Linked DNA regions of Macaca mulatta: regions 2 and 3 are each linked to region 1. The links are chromatin contacts, called in public Hi-C maps. All regions are on one chromosome and are shown on one strand. Each heading gives the region's core, a stretch centred on a gene start, on an enhancer-like site or on the middle of the called end of the contact. The rest is flanking DNA. Distances are from core to core; before and after follow the strand shown.

Region 1 (4,434 bases), core at 1,254-3,753:
GACGTGAGGACTCGCCACCCAGGCATTCTCCTCGGGGTGGGCAAGGCCCCGGGACGACCACCCGTTTCTTCCTCGCCCCCCCTGCCCCCACTTCGGGAGACCCAGAGCTCGAGATGCCTTTCCCCGGGTGGGGGGGAGTGTGCGGGGAGGTGGGGGTGGAAGAGACCTTGCTCGCAGAGCTATCAAGTGATGTCCAGAGGCTGGGAGCCCCGGTGGCCTCTGTCCTTGCCTGTCGGGTTAGATTTATACTTTAAAAATACCTCCCGCGCTCCCTCCTTTTCTCCCCTCTCCCCGTTGCAACTTTCTTTGATCCGCTTAAAGGTGGCTTAGGTGAAATTGGAGTAATTCCCTTATGGGGGGTCTTAAAATGTAAGTGAATGTATTTATCCGGGGTGACTCAAAAGCTTCAGTCCGGAAGTCCAACGTGACTAAAATCAATAGGGGATTGTTCGGGACCCACTGTGTGCGGGTGAACACGGTGTTCGGCCCGGGTGTCATCCGCGGCGCTGGACTGTTTCATTTTGAGTTTGCAACTTGGGTTTTTCAGCGAGCTTTTTTTCTTCCTGAAAGCTAATGGCTTCCACAGCAATTAGACATTTTCCTCGCCCGCCCCTTCCCTCCCCTTTCTTTACATATAGGAGATGGCATACTCATTCCCGAGGCTATTGATAAGGTCGGAGGCGGCCGGGCCTCTCCCCAGCTTTCGCCCGCCCCAGCGCCCGCTCTCCCTCCGCCCTCCCTTGGCTTCCTTTTGATGTAGTGGGGAACGCGTCCTACTAAAAAAAAAAAAAAAAAAAAAAAAAAAAGTAATCTGCCCGGTAACAATCAGCGCGCAGTAGCAGGAGCCCCAGAGCTATTGGCTATGCAAATAGAGGGAGGGGAGACGGCGCCCCAAACTCTTACTCACCCTTTTAAAGCGATATCCCCTCCTTTCCCCCCCACAACCCCTTCCGCCCCACCCTCGTGTAAGGAGGCTGGCTCCGGGGCCTGAGTTAATCGCTTGCACCTCTGGTTTCTTTGCTCCCCTCCTCCGCCTTGCAGAGAACCTAGTGTACGGCTCACCCTGCCCGCGCCCCACCCTGCCTTGCTGGCTCTCCGCGCCCCTGCCGGGGCCCCCTCTCTCGGTGAGGGAGGTACTCGGTCGGCCTCGGTGTGCCCAGAGAGCTCAAGCCACGCCATGCCCGCTGCACGTGCCAGCTCGGCCAGCACATCAGGGCGCTGGTCTGTCCCCTTCCTCCTTGAAATACACCGAAGGGCAGGGTGGGGGTGGGGGGTGACAGGAGGAAGGAGGTGAGGAAACGCCACCAGATCCTATCTCCTGTAAAGACAGCCTTGACTGAAGGATGCGTTAGAGCACGTGTCAGGGCCGACCGTGCTGGCGGCGACTTCACCGCAGTTGGCTCCCAGGGAAAAAGCCTGGCGAGTGAGGCGCGCAACCGGAGGGGTCGGCGAGGATGCGGACGAAGGACCGAGGGTGGAGGCCTCATGCCTCCGGGGAAAGGAAGGGGTGGTGGTGTTTGCGCAGGGGGAGCGAGGGGGAGCCAGACCTAATCCCTCACTCGCCCCCTCCCCCTCCCGGGCCATTTCCTAGAAAGCTGTATCGGTGTGGCCACGCTCAGCGCAGACACCTCGGGCGGCTTGTCAGCAGATACAGGGGCGAGGAAGCGGGTTTTTCCTGCGTGGCCGCTGGCCGCGGAGAAACCGCTGGGAGCCCTGCCCCCGGCCTGCGGCGGCCCTAGGCGCTGCACCGCGTCGCCCCACGGCGCCCCAAGGGCCCCCAGAAACACTATGGTTTCTGCTCGAGGATCACATTCTATCCCTCCAGAGAAGCATCCCCCTTCCTTCCTCACACGCACCCCTCCTTCTTCTTTTTCCTCTGCCCACAGTCTGCAGGGGGGCAGAAGGGACGTTGTTCTGGTCCCTTTAATCGGGGCTTTTGGAACAGCTTCGAAGTTATCAGGAACACAAACTTCAGGGACATGACCTTTATCTCTGAGTATGCGAGGTTGCTATTTTCTAAAATCACCCCCTCCCTTATTTTTCACTTAAGGGAACTATTTCCAAATTGTCCGAGGTCACCCCATCTTCAAACAATCTACCCTACGTTCCTGGATCTTAAATCCAAGGGCAGAAGTATTAGGATCCGTTTTGAAGAAGCCAAAGTTGGAGGGTCGTATTTTGGCGTGCTACACCTACAGAATGAGTGAAATTAAGAGGGCAGAAATAGGAATCGGTAGTTTTTTGTGGGTTGCCCTGTCCGGGGCCCCTGGCATGCAGGGCTGGATGGAGGGAGAGGGGTGGGGGGGCGGGGGACTGCGTTTGAAGTTAGGTCGGGCCAGCTGCTGTTCTCCTTAATAACGAGAGGGGAAAAGGAGGGAGGGAGGGAGAGATTGAAAGGAGGAGGGGAGGACCGGGAGGGGAGGGAAGGGGAGGAGGAACCAGAGCGGGGAGCGCGGGGAGAGGGAGGAGAGCTAACTGCCCAGCCAGCTTGCGTCACCGCCTCAGAGCGGAGAAGAGCGAGCTGGGGAGAGCGAGACCAGTTTGAAGGGGAGGACCGGTGCGAGTGGGGCAGCCCGGAGGCTCTGCTCGCCCACCACCCGATCCTCGCCTCTCTTCCGCTCCACCTTCTCTCTCTGCTCTCACCTCTCCCCCGAAAACCCCCTATTTAGCCAAAGGAAGGAGGTAAGGGGAACCCTTTCCCCTCCCCTTCCAAAAAACAAAAAGAGAAAAACACTTTTCCAGACCGGAGAAAGCAGGGGAGAGAGGGGTCGCCGGGCTGGCCATGGAGCTGCTGTGCTGCGAGGTGGACCCGGTCCGCAGGGCCGTGCGTGACCGCAACCTGCTCCAAGACGACCGCGTCCTGCAGAACCTGCTCACCATCGAGGAGCGCTACCTTCCGCAGTGCTCCTACTTCAAGTGCGTGCAGAAGGACATCCAACCCTACATGCGCAGGATGGTGGCCACCTGGATGCTGGAGGTAGGTCGGCGGGCGGCGCTCGCTAGGAGCCAGGACCCCTCCCGGATTCTCGGGTCCCCGGCCGGAGCCCTAAACCTGGGAGAGGTCAATCCCCGCGCCGACCTCTCGGCTCCTGTGCGGGAGGTCACCGCGCGCCCTTTGGCGAGACGCGTGGCTTCTTTTCTGTTCCTCTCCAGATAAACTGGGGAGGGAGAGGGGGGAGGAAAATCTGGGAGAAGCGAGGCTGCCCTGGGCGGGGGTGGGGGAGCATCCCGCGCGCGTGTGTCTGCATGTGGCTGCCTCTTCTTCCCACCCCCCTCGCGACCTGTCTTTTGCGAAGCCGCCGCGGCTGCTGGCGCTGCGGTCAGGAAGGGAGTCGGGGCCTGAAATCGGGACCCCAAGTAGAAAGGCAGCCCCCCAAAAGGCCAGAGCAAATTCGTCTTGGCCTCAGGTCCCCGCATGTGGTCGCGACTCCGCGCTGGCACTTCAGGGGGGAGGTGGAGGGAGGAGGGAGAAGGAGAGAAACGGGGAATTCAGGAGCCCCGGAAGTCCCATTGAAGAAACGTGTGTTTCGGGGGAACCCAAAAGAACCACTTCTTGCCCCTCACTCCAAGTCTTTGCCCAGTGAGCCGTGTGCCCACGTATGCACAGCTCTGGACCTGCCGTGGTTTCGCCATGTTGCTTTGCAAACTCCCTTGGAAAGGCTGGGAAACGTCGCCCGCTTACCCTCGCACCCCATTATCCCGGCCACCCCACTTTTAATCGTGCCCTCTCCCCCACCCCCCACCTCACGAAGGTTACTTACAGTTTGGTTTTCCAGCTTCCTCGGTGCGGAGATTTGGGTGGGGTAGGAAGGGGGGGGAGGGGGTGTGTGTAGGGGGGATATCGGGTCACCCCTAAAAGAGAGGTTGGAGCCCCCCGTGCCTCTTTCCAGGGCTCCCTGCTCCCGTCTTTCCCCTAGCTCGTCACCACGTTCCCTAGTTTCTGTCCTTGTGGGCCGCAGCCGGACACTCCCGCCGCGGCGCTCACCCCTTCAAGTTTCCTCCCGGGATCCAAAGCCCCAGGGGTCGGAATACAGACCTTTCTGGCACCCGAAACCTCCCTTTCGGGAAGCCTGGCTCCTCTTTGGGGTTTTCACGCCAAAAGGGCTTTTCTAGGATATTTCCTCGATTTTTAATTATTTTTTGAAACCGTCCCCCCCCGCTCCGACTCCAGCTGCCGAGGCTGCGGCGCTCTTCCTCCTCTCCTCCCTCCCCCTCTCTTCCCCACCTCTCCCCACCCGCCCCCCCAATAGCGGCCCCTGGGCCGCAGGGACCCCCCCAGACATTTTTTCCAATTGTCGGGAATGATAGAGGAGGATCTGGGGATCCGGATGAGACCAAGAAGTGGACCCCCGGAGCCTCCAGAATATTTTTATTGATTTTTTGAAAAGATGACGAAATCCAAAAAAGAGTGAGTGAGTTAGAGTGCGCGAAGGA
Region 2 (4,434 bases), core at 1,010-3,509, 470 kb before region 1:
AAAACCCAATTCTTTATATTAAATTTTCCCTGTCCAAATTTCTGCTGTGATTTCTGTCCCTTGCTTAAACTCTGACACAACATCTAAGGACACTTTGGTCTTTGATTCTTATTTTTGAAAGATGGTGACAATAAAGGAGTTGTGTGTGTGTATGTGTGTGTGTGTGCACGCGCATGCTTGCCATTAACATAGATTTAAAAGCAGCAGAATAGCACAGTGGATAGTACAGGGTACTAAAGCCAAATTGGCTTTGCCAATACCTAGCTATGTGCCCTGGGGTGAGGTGAGTTGCCTCAGTGTCCTCATCTGTAAAATGGAGATAGAGTGGCTAGAATATACCCAGTTAAATTTGAATTTCAGATAAATCACAAATAATTTCTTAAGTATATCCTAAATATTGTATGGGTATCCTTCCTGTATTTTTATTTGCTACATCTGACAAGACTAGTATTACATCATAAAAGGTTAAATTAAGGCCAGGCGCAGTGGCTCACACCTGTCATCCCAGCACTTTGGGAGGCTGAGGTGGGTGGATCACCTGAGGTTGAGAGTTCAAGACCAGCCTGGCCCACATGGCGAAATCCTGTCTGTACTAAAAATACAAAAAATTAGCTGGGTGTGATGGCAGGCGCCTGTAATCCCAGCTACTCAGAAGGCTGAGATGAGAATCACGTGAACCCAGGAGGTGGAGGTTGCAGTGAGCCGAGATCGCACCATTGCACTCCAGCCTGGGCGACAGAGTGAGACTCCACACACCTGCCTCCGACCCCGACCAAAAAAAAAAAAAAAAAGGTTAAATTAGTTAATATACGTGAAGGGCTTGGTAACAATCACCCAGTAGTTAGGAGTCCTTTTGTTTCTTTGCTACAGTGTACTAGCACCGTTTTTTTCAGGGACACTCTGCCATGAATTATAATGTTCCTGCATCATCTATTGATCCCTCTAACTGCACTTCCCACAGCTCCCCACCAACCCCATCCTTCAAAATAGCAAGGCCAGGCAGTCTTTTTGGGCAGCAGTGGTTACTGAATAGACTGGAATATGCATCTGACCCAAGGTAGCTCAATCATAGACTGGGCTTCAACCCATGAGGCAGCCCAACAAGAAGGATGTTGTCCAATAAATGTAGGAGGATTCTACATTAAGCAGTCAGAATTTAGGTTGGGGAATACAGCGGGAATGGATCAGTGAGTACCAAAGGAAAGAAGGGCAGATATGCAGAGATGAGAAAATTTGTCATGTTAGATAGTTCCAAAGGGAGAGAAAGAGGGCAGGTATCTTAAAAACTGCTGAAATCCTGATATTTTTTTCCAGCTCCAGTTCTAACGTAGTCCTACAATAAACTCCTTTTTCTGCTCTTTGCAAACAAACACATATACACACACACACACACACACAATCGAGTAAATAAGCATTCCTATTTCATCTAACAAAACTGTGTGCTGCGCACTATTAGAGAAGGTGGGGATACAGAGCTGAGAAGCAGCACCTCTCTCCGAAGACCTTGGATCTAGACAGTGGGGAATGCAAGGAAGACTTACGTATACTTGCGTATAAGGGACAATATAAATGTTCTCATGCTAGGAAACTATGAAATGGGGGCAAATCTCTCCTTCTCTTGCTCTGACTTCTAGGCATTGAACTCCACCTAACACTTGGTGTCATGTGAATGTTCTGAGATTACAATTATGGAAAAGTAGAAGGAACACAGGAAGCAAAAAGCCTTGAGTAGTAGGAAAAGCAAGATATTTTACAGCTTAGGGCCATGTGAGTACAAACACCGTATTTTTAAATGCATGGATGTGTAATTGGATGTATGTGTGTATGTGCACATGTATACATGCACACAAACATATATATTAAAGACACAGTAAAGCCAAATGGATCTGCCACATCTGTAACGTTTACAAGACAACCAGACAATGCTCCTCTGCCAGACCACACTCATGTTTTCTATGATTTCTAAGTATTGGGAATGGCTGAATTATTCTTAGCCAAAGGCTTGGGGGTCACATACAAGAGGACAACGGAGGATGGGGAGAGGCGGCGTTGATGGTGTAAGAAGCAGGCACCAGGAGGTAAAAATGCAATAGAGGCCAGGAATCATACTTGGGAGACTCAGCTAGAAGACTGCCTAGAAGTGGATGAAGCTAGCAAACGTACTGGAAAGGTTTTGCATATTCATTAGCTCAGGATATGTCAATCTCAGTGCTAAAAAAATCAGCAGAAACTTAGCTGTGCCCCTAGTGGAACTCAGTGGCATATTTACAAGATAGAGTAGCACACTGCAAATCTACGTGCTATGATCTATGATCTACGTGAGCAGAGGACAACTGTTTTCTCTTGTTGGAAGAATTTGCAGTGACACTTCCTCTCTAGAGGCCTCCAACTCCTTGTTAATATGCAGGACTATACACGAGAATCCCTGACTGAGGAGAGTCAATGTGGTCATGAGAACCTCCCCCAGAATATTTCACTCCCTCCTTGGTCAATCATTCCAACTATCTACAACGTTTTTTTCCTCCAGAAATTTATCCCTACCTTGTTGATCTAGTAGTAATGATACCAGGAAGAAATTATTACAGGTGAATGATGGAATGCTGCTATTCATTCCCAGACATTTATTAAGCCTACTCAGTGCCAGACTATACAGTTAGATATACAGTACTTATTAGAGCCCAGGGTCCATCCTGTGCCCTCTACATATGTTAACTCACTTCATCATCACAACAGCTCTAAGAGATAGGTACTTTTACTGATGAGGAAACTGAAGTACTGAGAGGTCACACAGCCAGCTAGTGCCATACAGGCAGGAGTGAAACCCAGGCTGTCTGGCTTCAGAGTCTATATTGCTAATCATTACGCCATGCTACCTTGAATACAAATGTCGAGCATAGGTCTCATCCTCAAAGAATTTAAAAGTCTAGTGGGTGTATTCCCTAGAGTCTGTGATCCTTTCAAAATGAGAGTTCCAAGTTCCAGCTCCGCCTGCCCTCTTTAAGGATGGAGGATGGCAGTGGTTGAACACCAAGATAAGGGCCACTGAAAATAAACCTGTATTTCCTTTTCAGCTCCCCACTGTAGAACAGGCTGATAACCACTCTAAATGATAATTGGACGATCTTCTCGGGCTTTGTAATAACAAAACTTCAACTGAAGATAGCTTTAGGGTGATTTATTTGATCCAAGAAAATGATGCACAAATTAAACCACACTTTCCCAGTGAATTACACTATAATTGCAGGGAGGGAATTTATTACTTTCTTTAAAAGGAGTCTGGGCAGATGAACACATTTGGTAGAAAAACAACTCAATGCAGACAGCCCATGGGCAATGTGCATTACAGGTTTAAGTATTTGCTATTACTAAACAGCAGCTAAACACACCACAGCACTGGTCCTCTAGGATCCAAGTCTGATCAAAATTTCTACACAGTGGGTTAATGATCCAAGCTGAGAATAAAATGCAACTGGAGAAGTGGAAAATAAACAGTCAAAGGCACTGTTGACAGAGAGATCCTATTTCCAGTGGTTCAGAGGCCAAAAAGGGAGGGATGAAAATTAACTCTGCAGATGGATGAAACGCTAGACTCCCCAGGTTGCAAAGCAGTAACATAAGCTCAGATATCCAGGCCCTAAGTGCCTCCATAGATTCTGGCACCTGACAACCTCCTCACTCTAACAGACAACCTGGGGAACTGTCTGCTTTGTGTAGGCACTAAGCAGTAGTTGGGCTAGAGGTAGGTAGGACTAAGCAGCTGGGATGCCAGGGCTGATCTTACATGTAGCTGAGGTTTTCAGGTCCTCATGGAGTCCAGTTTTCGTCTCACTCATTCCAGTAACAGGGCTTGCCTGCTATTCTCTTTTTGGATACTATTGTCTCTGGGCTCTCCTTAGAATCTTTTTTAAATTTTGTATTTTCCTGAGTGAGAAAACCCACTGTGTTTAGGTGCTGGGCTTTGGGTCAGACAGATGTGAGTTTACATCCTTCTTAGCTATTTAAGCTTGGACAGGTCACAGTCTTGGCTTTAGACTGCTTATTTAAAGCAAACTTGAGTTCATGATGCCCAGTCCACTGAACTGTGTTAATTAAAATAATGTATATAATTAGAAATCATTATTCTGTTATTAAGAAATTCACATTCATATGTGACTCATAAGACCTATGTTTCTAAAGAAAGGTAAAAATGGTATACTAACAACATAAGCAAACCTAGACTACTAAAATTTCTGAGTTGGAAGAGACTTTGGGGATCACCTGGGATAGAAAGGGTGCTGAATAAAAAAAAGAGGGTAGAAAAGAGGAAGGTGAGGAATTGAGGTATTTCAAAGATAAGTATCATCTTAATTCATTCTCACACACACAAAAAACTTTCTCGAACGTCAACTATGTGCAAGGCACCATGCTAGTCATTGCCTAAAGACTGCTAGAGTC
Region 3 (4,434 bases), core at 1,001-3,500, 390 kb before region 1:
ATGCAGGATACAGCATTATCTGTCATTTTAGCGTTATTATCATAACTGTTTATCCATAAAGGCCACATTTGCAACTAGAATTTGGGGAGCTTTAGGAAAGGATATGGGAGAAGGCTGGATTAGACAGAAAGGAGAAGTGGGAGACGGGAAGAAGGCGCAAAAGGAGAGCCAAGGGGGCCAGGAGAGGGTGAGGGAGGAAGGGGAGAAAAAGCTGCATTTGTGCCCATCCGCCTTGAATATAAAGACCCAGCCTCGTCTGAAAAACAGCCAACAATGAGGCAGCCCCAGAATCAGCCCTGCTGTTGAAGTCTGACACGTTAACAACCCCAGCAGGAATTAAGAGGTGAAATGAGCAGATGAAATATTCACCAAAGCCGAGATAAGCATTCCTGGAAAGGAATTTTTCAAAAAATCAAAATGAATCTCACAAATCTTCCTAATTAGGAAACATGACAAGGAATTAAATTCAACCTTAAAAAAAATGAAGTGCTAAATAACTCACCCACCCTAAATGGCAAGGCTCTATTGAGAATACCACTGATTATTAGTTTTCGCTGCTCCGGGAAATTATCTACGCACAATGATGGACATCAGCATTCAGCTCACAGCGGCAGTCAAAAGCAGCAGCTGAGATGTGTGGCCATCCTAATTAGAGGATGGAGAATTCTGAAAAGACTCTGGAGCTGTGACATTCCTGGCTGGGGCTTTCCTTCCAGGAATGCCACATTAGGGTTTTGGTCATCACATTGTTAAAAAAAAAAAAAAAAAAAAGGACTTAATAGGAATGATCCGGAAAGGGACAACAGAAATGACTTAGAAAAAAGCGTGAGAAGCTTTGAGCTTCCGAGCAGAAAGCAGGAAAAGACTTCCATAAGAAATAATGTTTAAAAGTAGGAGAGAGGGAGGAAAGTAAAAGCCTCGGGTGGTGAAAAGGGCAGCCAAAAGGTGTACTGCCTGGACTTAGGTCACTCCAGACATGCGAGGGTTTAGCCTGTTTCTAATGAGCGCACCCAGGGGTGTCAAGAAATTACAACAGATTATCTAATATGAATTAGCCTTCAATTCTTCATTCAATAAATATTTAGCAAGCACCCTCCATGTTCCAGGCACTGTCTGTAGCCTCTTGAATAGATCAGGGAACAAAATAGATTGTCAAAGCCTCTGCCTTTATGGGATTTACATGCTAGTGGGTGGGCAGGCCTTGGGGTAGGGACATGTGGAGATAGACAATAATAGATAATAAATAGGTACATTGTATAGTATGTTTTAAGGTGATAAGAACTATAGAAAAAAAACATAGATCAGGACAAGGGATGTTGGGAGTAGTCAGGATGCCCCTTATTGAGAACAGAACATTTAAGGAAAAACTTGGAGGACGTAAGGAAGTAAATAGATATCTAGACAAAAGGTATTCCATGCAGAGGGAGCAGCTGGTACAAGCTTCCCAGGCAGCAATATGTCTGATGTGATAAGGAAGAGTGAGGTGGAGGGAGAGAGAGACAGAGAGAGAGAGAGAGACAGAGAGAGAGAGAGACAGAGAGAGAGAGAGACAGAGAGACAGAGAGAGAGAGTCTATGTGAGTTTGGGAAATGGGAAGTAGGGGGATGATACACAGATTGAACAGGGCATGGTATAATAATTAACACTTACATTTAGTAAGCAGTGTTACAAGTGACACTTATAACAATGTTAGGCAGTTAGTACGTGCCTGACACTTACAAACTGTGAACAAATATAAGTCGCACAAGCACCCCACGGAAGTAGCTACTCTTATTACCCTCATTTTACCTGTAAGGGATCTGAGACACAAAGAGATCAGTTAGCTTGCCCAAGGTCAAGCCCTGGAGCCTTGGTGCCTGGCTCTAGAGCCCACGTTCCTAGTTGCTGCCTCTTGCCATCTCTCAATGTGGTTTTAAGCCGTCTACTTCTGATATCAGTTCTGACTACTTAACCTCGATTGGTCAAGTGTACTCCCTAGGATAAATTTATGTTTCCCTTAAAAAAAAAAAAAAAGCAATGTGGCTCACTGCTTTATCACTCATGACCTTTCCTGGCCCTTTGTTTCTTTCCCCTACCAATTCAGCAGCCGCTATTTTCTGCTAGTTTATCCCTGCAGTCCATTATTTCTGCCCAGAAAATAAAGCAAGTGTCTATGGATAGCACTTCAGTTTGTGAGGGAGTAGGGGTGGTGCTTCTCTGGTTTAATAACGCCCTACAGATAACCAAGAGGCAGGACAGAGCGCACACATTGAGTTAAAAGCTAGGTGTCGCTGTTTCTTCTACTCCAAAAGGCACTGTGTGGAGGGGTGTGTTTTAATACAACCATCACCAGCTCCAGCTTCTCACGCTGTCTGCCCTGTTTTCTCAAGACACCGCACTTTTATACTGAAAACCATTAAATTGTAAAGCCATTGAACTTTAAATGGATGAATTATATGTAAATTACACCTCCACGAAGCTGTTAAAACAATTAATTAATTTTTGTAAATGACAAGGTCTTGGCTTTTCCCTCCCCTGTTGACCCCCTTGCCTGACTTCCATCCTCCCTCACATACCTTCAGGGGGCACAGAACCATACTCACAAGGAGGATCACCATCCCAGAACCCCAAGCACTCCACCCAACATTACAACTTTGTTCTAACTCCAGGGATTACAGCAGTATGCCAAGGAAAATAAATGACTCTTTACTATTAGATCTTCAGTACCAATTTTTCTTATTAGAAAAAAAAAAAATCTAACTCATTTTTTCTTTTTCTTTTTTCTCTCTCTCTTTTTTTTTTTTTTTGAGACGCGCTCTGTCGCCCAGGCTGGAGTGCAGTGGCCCAATCTCAGCTCACTGCAACCTCTGCCTCCCAAGTTCACACCATTCTCCTGCCTCAGCCTCCCAAGTAGCTGAGACTACCAGGCACCCGCCACCATGTCTGGCTAACTTTTTTGTATTTTTAGTAAAGACGGGGTTTCACCGTGTTAGCCAGGATGGCTTCGATCTCCTGACGTCGTGCTCCGCCCGCCTCGGCCTCCCAAAGCGCTGGGATTACAGGCGTGAGTCACTGCGCCCAGCCTCTAACATTATTTTTAATGTTAAAGCAAACGTGTATATTATGAAGTAGAAGGCAGTATTCACTCACATAGGGCTGTTTAAAATTTTTTGAGACAGAACCTCCCTCTGTCACTCAGGCTGGAGTGCAAAGGCGTGATCTCGGCTCACTGCAACCTCCACCTCCCGGGTTTGAAGCAGGTTCTTGTGTGTGGTGAGCTGCTTTAAGCTGGAGTGGGAACAGTGTATGTCCTCTGCTGTTGTGGAGACAGAGAGATTGAGATACATCGTTAGTGGCTAAAACAGGAGACGCGGGGACTGATCCAAGCTCAGTACCATTGAATTATGTGATATTGTGTATAACATCCCATTTTGGGGCCTCAGTTTCCCGACTAAAAAATGAGATGATTGAACCAGGTGATCTCCAAGGTTGCTGCCGTCTCTCAAAGTCCATGATTTGGTGTCATACTGACACAAATCAGATTCTGGGCTCAGATTCATCAGCACCAAGATGCCCAGAGATGTAGGAAGCAAAAGATACAGTCCCTGTGTTTGTGGAAGTTTTCATCTATTGAGGGAGACTATAAAGTGAATTTACAAACCACCCAAAGGACACAAGGGACAAGAAGCAGCTGAGAATCGTGAATGATCAGAAATCTGGTGCAGATCACCTACTTTGAATCAACTGTGCAGCTGAATGACAAGGAGACTCTTGCCCTGCCAACCCCTGGGCCCTTTGGACCAGGACACCTTGACACAAAGGTACTTGCTGTTGATCTTGTGAGTGGCCCCAAATCACAGAGTAAGAAACTCTCAGAACAGGAAAGGGATGTTAGCCGTGATCCAATCCAAAACCCTCCATCTACTTTCAGGATTTGGGATAATGCTTGCATCACACTTACAGTATTTTTATTTGATAGAAGGTTCTTAACATTAGCCCAAATCTTAAATAATCCTAAAATTGGAAGAGAAATATCATATCCTTCTCTTCAAAGCCCAATGAATTAAATATGGAATATTTTAAGACAAGTCTTATTATGACATAGTGTTGAACAAAATCTGCCTGGCAGTCACTTACTGAAAAGCACTGCTCTGAAAAAAATTAACTTCTACCCTTCATTGTAGGGTATTTATGCATTTTCTTATGTCATCATTTCAGATCCATTCCTGCTCCGGAAGCTACCGCAGAGCATTTCCATAGGTCTCCAGTCACGTCTTTGCTTTTCTTAACATACCGGGAGATCTATGAAAGCGAAACTAAAAGGAAATGGAAAGGAAAAACTGCTTGTGCATCTCTCTCCGTCAACTATTTCATTTTCATTTGTTCTAGGAGAATTTCTTTCAGCCCTCGCCTCCTGGATTTACGCTTATTCTGGGGACTAGACGAAAAATCTCT

Evidence for each region. Hi-C and Micro-C count contacts between places; a contact is called where the count stands out from the background.
Region 2: a contact with region 1 is called in a Hi-C map of fetal cortical plate, with 3 times the contacts expected there. The contact joins the enhancer-like site here to the promoter of CCND2 in region 1. A contact is called at or near these places in 2 of 14 Hi-C or Micro-C datasets (fetal cortex germinal zone and fetal cortical plate).
Region 3: a contact with region 1 is called in a Hi-C map of fetal cortex germinal zone, with 6 times the contacts expected there. The contact joins the enhancer-like site here to the promoter of CCND2 in region 1. A contact is called at or near these places in 7 of 14 Hi-C or Micro-C datasets (CD4 T cells, blood, cortical neurons and 4 more).

What each region holds. Positions count from the first base shown.
Region 1 is chr11:5,166,144-5,170,577 of T2T-MMU8v2.0, forward strand. It overlaps CCND2 (cyclin D2), which reads left to right and starts at 2,504. Exons shown (of 5, transcript XM_015150849.3): 1 at 2,504-2,977. The coding sequence starts at 2,783.
Region 2 is chr11:4,697,187-4,701,620 of T2T-MMU8v2.0, forward strand. No RefSeq gene overlaps it. Among named protein-coding and RNA genes, the nearest start is that of CRACR2A, 20 kb to the left of the region's middle. Within about 2 kb of position 2,260, at least 1 of the 40 cell types and tissues checked has an H3K27ac peak or open chromatin away from gene starts, as enhancers often do. A contact at or near this core is called in fetal cortical plate, where this site is marked.
Region 3 is chr11:4,777,476-4,781,909 of T2T-MMU8v2.0, forward strand. No RefSeq gene overlaps it. Among named protein-coding and RNA genes, the nearest start is that of PARP11, 44 kb to the left of the region's middle. Within about 2 kb of position 2,251, at least 19 of the 40 cell types and tissues checked have an H3K27ac peak or open chromatin away from gene starts, as enhancers often do. A contact at or near this core is called in CD4 T cells, blood, fetal cortex germinal zone and 1 more, where this site is marked.